Linked DNA regions of Sus scrofa: all the other regions are linked to region 3. The links are chromatin contacts, called in public Hi-C and HiChIP or PLAC-seq maps. All regions are on one chromosome and are shown on one strand. Each heading gives the region's core, a stretch centred on a gene start, on an enhancer-like site or on the middle of the called end of the contact. The rest is flanking DNA. Distances are from core to core; before and after follow the strand shown. Region 1 holds the start of PDLIM7 (PDZ and LIM domain protein 7). Region 2 holds the start of LMAN2 (vesicular integral-membrane protein VIP36). Region 3 holds the start of GRK6 (G protein-coupled receptor kinase 6).

The links. Hi-C and Micro-C count contacts between places; a contact is called where the count stands out from the background. HiChIP or PLAC-seq counts read pairs in DNA pulled down with a chosen protein or histone mark.
Region 1: a contact with region 3 is called in a Hi-C map of skeletal muscle, with 2.7 times the contacts expected there. The contact joins the promoter of PDLIM7 here to the promoter of GRK6 in region 3. A contact is called at or near these places in 1 of 5 promoter capture datasets (fetal skeletal muscle), 7 of 47 Hi-C or Micro-C datasets (blood, heart right ventricle, liver and 3 more) and 2 of 2 datasets of contacts at active chromatin or transcription factors (alveolar macrophages and skeletal muscle).
Region 2: a contact with region 3 is called in an H3K27ac HiChIP or PLAC-seq map of alveolar macrophages. The contact joins the promoter of LMAN2 here to the promoter of GRK6 in region 3. A contact is called at or near these places in 2 of 47 Hi-C or Micro-C datasets (epiblast stem cells and liver) and 1 of 2 datasets of contacts at active chromatin or transcription factors (alveolar macrophages).

The regions. Positions count from the first base shown.
Region 1 is chr2:80,451,714-80,455,045 of Sscrofa11.1, forward strand. PDLIM7 (PDZ and LIM domain protein 7) reads left to right here and starts at 1,300. Exons shown (of 13, transcript XM_021084381.1): 1 at 1,300-1,405; 2 at 2,371-2,476. The coding sequence starts at 2,381.
Region 2 is chr2:80,593,238-80,596,958 of Sscrofa11.1, forward strand. LMAN2 (vesicular integral-membrane protein VIP36) reads left to right here and starts at 2,051. Exons shown (of 8, transcript XM_013994865.2): 1 at 2,051-2,308; 2 at 2,467-2,585. The coding sequence starts at 2,104.
Region 3 is chr2:80,525,787-80,529,481 of Sscrofa11.1, forward strand. GRK6 (G protein-coupled receptor kinase 6) reads right to left here and starts at 1,422. Exons shown (of 17, transcript XR_002341730.1): 1 at 1,211-1,422. It also overlaps a transcript of F12 not described here.

The DNA.
Region 1 (3,332 bases), core at 50-2,549, 74 kb before region 3:
GTGGGGAAAATGAAAGTTTAAATTAGGAAGTAACTGGAATTCCTGTTGTGGCCTTGCTGTGGCTGTGGCATAGGCCGGCGGCTATAGCCTGGGAACTTCCATATGCCCCTGGGTGCAGCCCTATAATGAGAAAAGGCCAAAAAAAAAAAAAAAAAAAAAGTGAAAATTCTTACAGTTTATATTATGAGGGGAATGATGCAGAATAGGGGGAAATGTAATGATGATGGTGGAGGTAGGAGAGTAGCCACAGCCATGCCCTAGAAGGAGGTGAGGGGTGGATGCCCATCCTGATCCCTGGTCAATTTCCTCCCACTGCGCTAGCATTGGGGCTGTGGGGTCTGTGAAACCCCCACTGGAGGCGCTGCCCACTCTGGAGTGGGGTACCAGGACTATCTCGACAGTTTGGGGGTCAGCCCTAAACCTTCGGAGGGTCAGGGGGTAGGAGTGAGGGCAGGGCATAGGGTCGGGGCGGAGCCAAAGGCCTTTATACCTCTGTCTGCTGCCTTTGGTGGAGTGTTCTGCAAACTTAACTGTAAGCTCCCCCTGTGTCGACCTCAACTAACCCCACCTCCAAGGTTCACCCCCTCCCTCTTCCAGACCAAGTCTGTCCGATTTAGATATTCCTTTTGTGTGTGTGTCTTTGTGTGTCTTTTTGCCTTTTCTAGAGCCGCTCGCCGCAGGAGCGGCATTATGGAGATTCCCGGGCTAGGGGTCTAATCGGAGCCATAGCCACTGGTCAGAGTCACAGCAACGTGGGATCCAAGCCGCGTCTGCGACCTGCACCACAGCTCACGGCAACGCCGGATACTTAACCCGCTGAGCAAGGCCAGGGATCAAATTTGTTAACCACTGCGCCACGACGGGAACTCCCGATTTAGATATTCTTGAGCTATCAATGGCTGTGCCTTACGCCAAACTATGCCTATCTTCACGGTGGCCTGTGAGGCGAGTATTACTGTCCCACTTTCCCAGTAGGAAACTAGGGTTTAGAGATGACTCAGGTCCAGATCTGCCTGGTTTGCTTGGTGACTTGCTTTTCACTCGGCCAGAGGGAGGCGCAAGGGGCTGGGCGAGCCGCGGGTTGGGCTGTCCAGCAGCCCAGACCCCCCCACACCCTACCCAGGCCCCGCCCCATTAAGGGGACCAGGGAGAGCCTTGCCTTACAGCGCAAAGAGAGACCGGACTTCGTGATTGGGCGGTACGGAAGGATTCGGCGGGGCTTCCTACTGCCTGGGAGACTGCTCATGGGCTCAACTTTTGACGGAGGCGTGGCCACAGGCCACGCCCCCTCCAGCGGGCTCATAACTGATGTCTGCGGCGGGGGCGGGGCCAGAACGCGGGCGGCGGATCCCAGCGCGGCTCTCTGGAGCCCGCTGCTGAGCAGCGCCCCGGAGGGGCCGAGCAGGTACAGGCGACTGTGCGGGGCGTTTCGGGCTGGGCCAGGCGGGGGGGCAGAGGCCTGTTAGGGGCCACAGCGGGCACTAGGGGTCGTGGCCAAAGCTGCGCTTCCTCCGGCGTGCGGGAGCCGCTACCCCCGCCCCCGCCTTCCTGAGGCGAAGCCGGCTGCGGCGGGGCCGATTGGCGCCTGCGCCGCTTCCTGCCCCCGGGACTCGGCCAATGCATGGGGCCGGGGCGGGGAACCAGGGGGAAACCGAGTCACGTCAGGAGGGTAGGCCTGTGGGGGAGGCATCACCCCCACTGAACTCTAGGATGAATTCCCTTCCTGGCCACGCTTTGAAGTCCCAGTCCCCACCGACCTACGCAGGGGCCGCGCACCCGCCCAGTTCCCCCAGCGCTCAGGGGTCTCGCCCTGGGTCACGGCAGCTTCGACTAGTCCGGGAATGGCTAGTACCCGCTCCAGCCGCCTCCCCCCCTTCCCCTCCCCCTCGCGTCCCGAGCCCCCGTGTGTTCCCTCCGTTGGCTCTCCGCACAGTGTCAGCTTACACGCCTTATATAGTCCGAGCAGGCTCCAGCCGTGGCCTGCCTGCCGGGACCTGGGGGCGGGGGAAAGGAGGAACGCCGGCCCCGGACTGGCCTTGCCGTCTAGTTCCAGGCTCAAGGATGGCTTGGGGGGAAGCCAGAGCCAAATTAGCCCTGCGATCCACTCCTGGATGAAAAGAATCTCAAGGCTGGATTCGGGCTCCCCTCACCCACCCTGTCCCTTGGGGAAGGGGGGTTGCCGCTGCCTTTCCAAAGTGAAGTCTGCCAGCTAGCAGCCCAGCCAAACTTAACAAGTTACCCTCCTACCCTTGCCCTGGGTGTGCTCAGCGTCTGCTCGTGCCTTCCTGGCACTAGTCCAAGCCTGATGTCCAGAGCTAGGCCTGCCTGTGTACCCACCATGCCAGCTGCTCACCTTTTCTCTCCTCTCAGGAGCGGCACCATGGATTCCTTCAAGGTGGTGCTGGAGGGGCCAGCACCTTGGGGCTTCCGGCTGCAGGGGGGCAAGGACTTCAATGTGCCCCTCTCCATCTCCCGGGTGAGCCTAGATTGAGGGAGGGGCTCCCCCAGGGGTCTTGGGGTGCTCAGATCTCCAGTGGGTGACAGAAAGAGCCTGAACAGGAGTGAGCCACGGCCGGTAGGCCAGGAGGTGCCCAGGTCCAGATATGTGGGCACTGCCACGAAGACTACCAACCTAACTAGGGAGATACTAGGAGAGGAGCCCCCACACTTCCCTAGCACTGCACTGTACCTGATGCTGTTCCACGAAGCTCCTGTGGCCACCTCCAAGGCCCAGGGGGATGCCCATTCTGAGGTCTCCAGGAAGTGTCTAAGCTCCTTGAGAGAGCAATGCTTGGAGCTAGGCCCCAGGCAGGGCTCTCTGACTGCAGGATCTCACTTCATTCTCACTGCCACCCAGGGAATAGCAACTGTCATCCTGTTTTTCCAGATGAGCTAACTCAGGACTCGGAGAGGTGAAAGGGCTCCTTCAGCAACTCCGTGGCAAAACAGGGATTGGAATTCAGCCACAGGGATGGCCAGCAGTCTGTGTGTGTGAGGGGTGCCTCTCCCCGGCCTGTGTGAGGACCTTCCATCCCATCCACTGGTCCCATTCAGGATGGAGTGGGCTTTGACCCCAAGCAGGGGTTGGGATGGGTCTCTAGGACTCTGACTTCAGCTTCTGAGATCCTGTCCTGGTGGGGGTGGAGCTAGGGGCCGGCTCCTCCCTGTGGCAGGGGGATTGCCTTATAAGCCCAAGAATGCAGCCCCACGCAGGGATGGCCAACTGGTGGCTGGAGTCTGCAGGGCTGAAAAAGGCTGGTCTGGGCCTGGACCCCTGACCACATCAGTGGGCCCCTCAGCTCATCGCCCCCAGGCTGTGGCTCTAGCCATGG
Region 2 (3,721 bases), core at 801-3,300, 68 kb after region 3:
AGGTTGGTCAGTCCCATGCTTAAAGCCATCCCACTGCCTTCTGGGGAAAAGGCCATGCTCCTTAGCGGGGAATTGAAGCCTCTTTGAATTCTGGCCTCAGCCAAACTCCCCCCAGTGACTCCTCAGCCATTCCAAACCGCTTGTATTCCTTATGCTTTCAGGGGTCCCTCCTGGCCTTCGCATTTCCTGTTCCCTTTGCTCAGGAAGCCTCTCCCCTCTCTACTAAACTCCTACTTACTCATCATGACCCTTTTCCAGGTTCTAGAACAAATATTCATTCCTTCACCAATTACTTATTAATCATCTGCTAGGAGTTCCCACTGTGGTGCAATGGGATAGGTGTTGTCTTGGGCATGCTAGGACACAGGTTCAATCCCCACCTCGGCACAGTGGGTTAAGGATCCAGCGTTGTTGCAGCTCAGGCCGCAACTGCGGCTCAGATCTGATCCCTGGCCCAGGAACTCCATATGCCGAGGAGTGCTCGCTCCCCAAAAAAGGAAAAAAAATCACCTTCTATGTGCCAAGTAGGCCTAGGATGCTAGATGCTAGCAAAGCTAGATGCTTTGCTAGATGCTAGGGAATCATTAGTGACAATAGCTGACAAAAATCGCAGCCTTGGAGTTCCCACTGTGGCACAGAGGATTAAGGACCTGGCATTGTCTCTGTGGCGGCTACTGAGGTATGGGTTCGATCCTTGCCTTGACACAGTGGGTTAAGGATCTAGTGTTGCCATAGGTCACAGCTGTGGCCTGGATTCAATCCCTGCTCTGGGAACTTCCATATGCTGTGGGTGTGGCCAAAAACACTGCAGCCTCTTGGAGGCCTTGTGGAATGCCCAGGTCTTTGCAGAGACACAGATAAATCTCTGGAAGGGTGTACCCCTTGGAAGAGGAATTTTGTTATATCTATAGATATTTAGACATAACAAACATAGCTATATGACACACACACATATATAGCTAATTTTGTAGCTAATTTAAAAAAGATGTCTCAGCACTTAATCTTGAATAAGTTCATTCATTCAAAAGGAGCAAGCAACCAACTAAACCACCCTGTGCTCTATAACAGGGGTCATTAACTCAACGGGCTAGAGGGGCCAGGCAGGTGCTGTAAATTAGCGGCCAGAATGGAGATTAGTTTAGAAAAGGAAGGAATTTTTATGAGGGCAGCTCTATGAGCTTGGTGTGGTCGGGTCTTACGATTTTTCCTTAGAAGCTGGAAATTTGGATTTTTAATGTGTATTTGTCTCCTGATTTAAAATAACAGTAGTTATGTCCTTATTGAAACACCATCAGCAAGAGCTGTATTTGGCTGTGGGCCACCAGTTGTCCACCTTTGATCCACAGTCGGCTTTCCTGGATGCTTCTTGTTGCAGCAGGCAGGCACAGCAATCATTTAGATATTAACGGGTCCCAGTCATCACTGGGAAAGGATTCAGGTCTGCCCCTTCTGATGAAACCCAACTGGGCCTGAGGAACTGGAAGGAGTGGACGCCATCTAATAACAGAATTCTAAGTTGCTAAAGGTGTGGAGCTAGGGTGGGTGAAGCCAGAGATGGCTAAAGGCTCGCCTGGGATCACCCAATGAGTTCCAGGTGGCGCGGGAGTTGGAATTCAGGCCTCCGCCTTCAATTCAGAATTCCTTTCTCCTCGGACTGGAAAAGGTTACTCTAGGGATCAGACCAGTGGCCAGAGACCAAGAGCTTTGTAGATTTCTACCCAGCCTGCACGAGAGGCCTAGAAAAACTACAAGTCCCAGCATGCCCCGTTCCACAGACGACCCTAGCGCTGCTCGCAAATCTTCCCTCTGCTCCAGGTTGGCACACAAGCCGAACGTGCTGTTCCATGATTGGTTGCTGTTCTTTTCGCCCGTTAAAACCCATTCCTGAGTCTGGCTGACAGGCGCCTCGCAGCCGCCAAGGCACTCTACTAGAATAGAGGTCTGATCAGCAAATAAAGACCCCATTCCCTCGGCAGCGAGGCTTTGTTTTTGCTAGAAACTCCCAGATAAAGCTAGGGTTGGAGCGCTTCCGGCCGGAGGCCATTAGATGGAACACCCGGAAGGCGGAAGTCCTAGGACGGAAGTGCCCGAGAGGAAAGGGGAATGGCGGCGGCGGCGGCGGCAGGCTGGTTTTGGCTCTGGGGCTGGGGCCGGCGGTGCCCGGGGAGGCCTGGGCTTCCCGGCCCCGGCCCTGGCCCCATTACACGTTTACTCTTTCTACTGTTGCTGGGGCCAGTGACTGCGGATATAACTGACGGCAACAGCGAGCACCTTAAGCGGGAGCATTCGCTTATTAAGCCCTACCAAGGTGAGGCCTGGGGCGGGAATGAGTGCAGGGTGAGGGCGAGGCCGGGTAGAGTTGGGGAACGGGTGCCTTTCTTCTGGTCAGGGCATCTTTGTGAGTTTCCTGTCTCTGGCAAATCTCGGCCTGGCCTGGCCTGTGTGTGCCCATGTCTCTGCCCACAGGGGTCGGTTCCAGCTCCACGCTCTTCTGGGACTTCCAAGGCAGCACCATACTCACTAGCCAGTACCTGCGTCTGACCCCTGACGAGCGCAGCAAAGAAGGCTCTATTTGGAACCACCTGGTGAGTGGCTCCCAAGAGGCTGGGTAGACCATTAAGTAAGTCACTACAGACAGTCTTCAGCAGCCCAGACCTGAGCTTGGTTTGAAGGCCCGCCGCCTTCTCCATCTTGATCACACCTGCCAGTAATAACAGGTAATGACTTCTAGAGTTACCATGTGTCAAGAGCTGGGCTTGACACTTTATACACCCTTCTCTGTTCATTCTTTCAAAAGCCTGTGAAGTAACTGATGTTATCTCCATTTTACTGATTAAGAACTTAACACTCTTGAAAGTGCCTTCCACGAAGTCACATAGCCAGTAAGTAGTAGAGCTATTGGCTGTCTGAACTGAACCCTCTCATTAGTGGGATAAATGGAACAAATAGGGTCTTTATTGGGTGTTTTGTGTGTGTTAGGCACTGACTTTAACATACCTTATTGCTTTTAATTCTCATAAACAAACTGATACAGATGGTTGTTGTAGTTTTATGCAAAGCTAACACAGACAGCCAATAACATAAACAGTTAAATTCTTTTTTTTTTTTTTAAATGGGCAAGAAATGGATTTATTAAAATTGTGAGAGATGCAAGCGGGCAGGCAAGGAGGCTCTACAACAGTTAAATTCTGATCTGTCTCATGTCCAAGCCCAGCAATTCGCTTGCTACGCCTGACCCTAGCCCGGACAAAGGAGGAGCCCCTTAGAAATAGTTGCAGACTCAGTCCCCTTCCCCAGTGTTTGATTGAGGATCTAGTCAACAATAGTAATGTAGGGGCTGAACTTGTGGACAGTTTTAGTTTCTGTGACCTTTGGCGTAGAGGTTAGGGAGCCTCAGTTGTCTCTGGTGTGTCATACATGGGCAGTGGCCAAAATCAGCTGCTGTGCAGACTCCACACGGAGGAAGTTCTGGAAAGGGGTGAAAGGGGAATGATTTGGGGCAAAGCCTACTCCTCCCCAGCCTGCTTGATCCCTAAGCTCTTGGCCGCTGTCCTAGTTTTCTCCATCACTCTGCTCTTTGGTCCCTTCTGGATGACTTCCCCATTTAGTTCTGAGAGTCCATGCTGTCCTTGTGTTGCTTTATCTGCCTGTTATCTCCTTGCCTTCCTGCTAGGGGCATCCGGGCTTTAACTCTGATCCACAGAGCCTGGGGTCTCCCGTG
Region 3 (3,695 bases), core at 172-2,671:
ACCTCCCCAGGGTCAACCTGCAATGGGCAGGCAGGGGGCACCAGATGCTGTGCCAGTTGGGGGTTCCTCTGGTTTTCCTACAGACTGTGCTGGGGACATCCTATGTCGTAGGCCTGGGTCAACCCGTCTCATTGCATCCTGGGGGCTAGTCCCTGAGCCGAGCCTGGGTTTCCCACTTGTAAAATAGATCAGAAAGGTGAAGCAGATGGCTCTTTCAGCCTGGAAGCCCATCAAAGAGTAGAAAAACTGCCCTGACCTCCCTGCCCTAGAGTTCCGAAAAGAAGTGTCTTCTCTGCTGGTCCCCAGCACCCTGGATAGGACAGGACATAGAGTAGGTGTTCAGTGATTACATTACTGAGGTGGTCAATGGCAGGTGAGGAGCAGACTGACCACAAGGCAATGGGGGCCAGTCTGGTCCTTCTGTGTCCCCAGGATCCTCATAGAGCAGGTGCCTGGTAACATCTGAAAAGCTCAGCAACACTAGGTTCACCCCGCCAGCTCCCTGTGCCAGGCCTTGCACTCAGTCCCACCAGCCCAGCATGCTCCCTTCCTTCAGAGCTCAGCTTCCAGTTATTTCTGTGCCCCTCTGCCCCACTAGTCTGGGCTTCCTGAAGGCAAAAACAGTGACCCATTCCCCTCTGTCCCCAGTGTCCTGAGGCACTGAGCAAGAGGACGTCTTGCTGGTAGTCTATGTGACCAGCTTTCCCCGCCTCGGGTGGGCTATGCTACTGCAGAGTCTTAGTTAATTCATTCTCCAAACCTTTTACCCGTGCACTAACTTTGTGCCGATCCAGGCTGGGCGCCGGAGTTTGGGCCCGGGGCACGTGGGGAAGGCTGCCCCTTCCTGGGGCATCTTCTTACCTCTCTCACCTGGGAGAGGCTTCCAGGACTGAGGTCCCACCCTTCCCTCTTCCTTCCTCTCTCCTTCCCTCACCCCCTCATACACACACGCACGCACACACACACACACACACACACACACACAAACGCGCGCACGCGCGCGCGCCGTGAGGGCGGCGGCCTGACCCCCGCCCTTTCCTGGGCTCCGGCTCCCTGGGGGCAGGTGCGGAGAAGGACCATGGGCCGGAAGGGCCCCTGTCTGAGCGAAATGCTGGGCGCGGAGAGAGCTGCCCTAGGGGATCGGGCGACTAGGGCGCCCAGCGGAACTCGGAGGCCGCGCGACCGCGTTCTCCGCACCCGATCGCCTCACCTTCCCGGGCCTTGAGTAGCACCGTGTTCGCTACAATGTTCTCGAGCTCCATGGGCTGCGGCGCCGCCGGGCCCGCCGGGCCGCGCCGCCGGCCGGGATCGCGCGAGGGAGCCGGGGCCGGATGACGATCGGCGCGGCGCGGCTCGGCTCGGCTCGCAGTGACCGCGCCGCGGCCTCCCGGGCCTCCCCGGCCGCCGCCGCCCGCCGCTCACTCTCCGCCCCCTCCCGGGGGCCACCCCGGCGCCGGCCAGGCCCGCCCCGGCCCGCCCACTGTTTACTTTACTTGGCCAATAACCGGGCGGGTGCTCCCCGCGCCGTCTTCCCATTAGACAACTTCTTCATCATCCCCCGCCCCCAGAGACAGGGATTCGTTCAAAGGAACAGGGGGGCGGGACTTAATACGTCACATCTTCCTAGTTGGTCTACGATGGGGTTCAGCCTCTATGTTCGAATTTCTGGGCCTTCGTAGGATACCGAACTGCCAATTAGGGACGAGCCCTCTGCTGGGACAACGGAGGTGGGTCCTCTGGGTCACGCCCTGGAATTCTTGTACTTGATTGGATGAAGGAAGCGTCGGTCAGCCTTAGCACTGCACTCTGATTGGGCTATTAGCTGTGGGTGTGGCCCGGGTCCCTTTGACTCGCCTTGGCTTTTCCAGGGTTTTTAGGGGATGCATTTAGTGTTCTGGGCCTCCTCCCGGCCGGCCTCCTGCAGGTTCGGGCCGTGTATCCGGCCGTATACTTTTGGGTCGGCCCATCTTGAAGGGCGCACATCGGAAGCGGGGAGAGGCCCAGAGAAGGCTGGGGGCCTCCCTAGCTGCTCCTCGGCCTCCGTCCGGGCCACCGCGGGCGCCCCCGCCCTACCCCCACAGCCGGATGTTGTGATTTCTCTCCACCCACAGGGCCTCGCCCTCCCTCGGCCTCTGCTGCCTTATAAGGCAGCTCTACCACCCCAAGACGTAGGGACGAGCTCACACCCATTGTACAGGTGGGGAGCTGAGGTCTAGTGGCTGGCTCTAGGCAGAAAAGTTGGGAGAAAATAAGGCCGAAATTTTACAGCTGATCAACACCTTCTAACTCAACATCCTACTCCCTCCACCCTCACTTCACACACCAGGAAATGGAGGCTTGCCCAAACTTGCTAGTAAGGCAGAGCCAGCTTCAACTAGGCTTCTCAGATCCCTATCCATTCATCATCCAAAAATACAGAGAACAGCACCTTGTGCCAGGCCCTGAGCCAGGTGCTGGGGAATACAGTAGTGCCAGTAAGATAGCCAGTCTCTCTGCCTACCTTCTAGGAGAGGGATAAAGATGATAATCCTATAAATAAACAAATAAGTGGGATGGTCTGAGGGAGTGGTAAGTGCTAATAAGACATCAAGACAAAATAGTGAGGAGAAATGATCTCAGGTTGACATTTGAATTGATTCAACCACGCAAAAATCTAGGGGAACAGTTTTAAGCACAGGCAACAGCAAGTGCAAAACCCTGAGCCTAGAGTAAGTTTGGTATGTTCAAGGAACAGGAAGAAGGCCTGTATAGTTTCAAGGCCCAATAGTCTGAGATGAGATGAAGGAGCAAGGATTCTAGGTAGATCCTGGAAGGCTTTGTAGATCAATGATGAGGAGTTTGTTGTTTTCCCTAAATAAAATGGGGAGCCTTAGGATGATTTATACTTTAAAAAGATCACTCTAGCTAATGGACTTTTAGAGGGGCCAGGAGTGGAAGCACAGGGAGCAGTTGGGAGAAGACAGAGTGCGGCGGCTTGGAAGAAGGTGGCAGTGGAGATGGAGAAAGTGCATGGATTTAGGATACTTTGGGAAATAAAGATAAGTACCTTGAAAAAGGGAAATCCAGTGGCCAGCAGGACAAAGGGCAGGTACTTCACCCAGTGAAGCCTGCTGTGTCCAAGTGAGATCTAAGTGTTGAGTGAGAATGTATAGGTTTCAGAGGTAACATGAGTGGAGCAGGAAAGAGCCACTGGATGCAAGTTCATATTCAAAATTCTGTAGAGGAAGTTAGTAAGGGCTCAAGCATTTGGTCAGAGCACTGAAGTAGAGTTTCAGGTGCAAGGTGGAATGCACTTGAGGGACAAGAAATGAGGCTCAGGCCTTGAAGAGGCCTGGATGAGGAAGGTCCTTGGAAGCTAGGTAAGGAGGAGGTTGGACTTCATTTTGAGGGTAGTGAGGAGCTGTCCAGGGTGTGTTAAACTAGGGACTAACTTCATCAGATTTGCTTATTCTGTGCCACACTGTGGAGGATGTGCTGGAGTGAGGGTGAAGGGTTGGGAGAGAGGGGCTTGGGCTGACTTATAAACACCTATTGCTTTGGTGCCCAGCTTCTAAGCACCCCTCCCCTTTGGGAGGAAACCTATAAAATGCAGAGGCATGCCCTGGTTTCCACTAGGGAAATCAGAGAGGAGGCAGAACTTATTCTCCAAGGTCCCTGGTAGCTGGAACATGTTTTCAATGCCTGCAAGCAGGTCT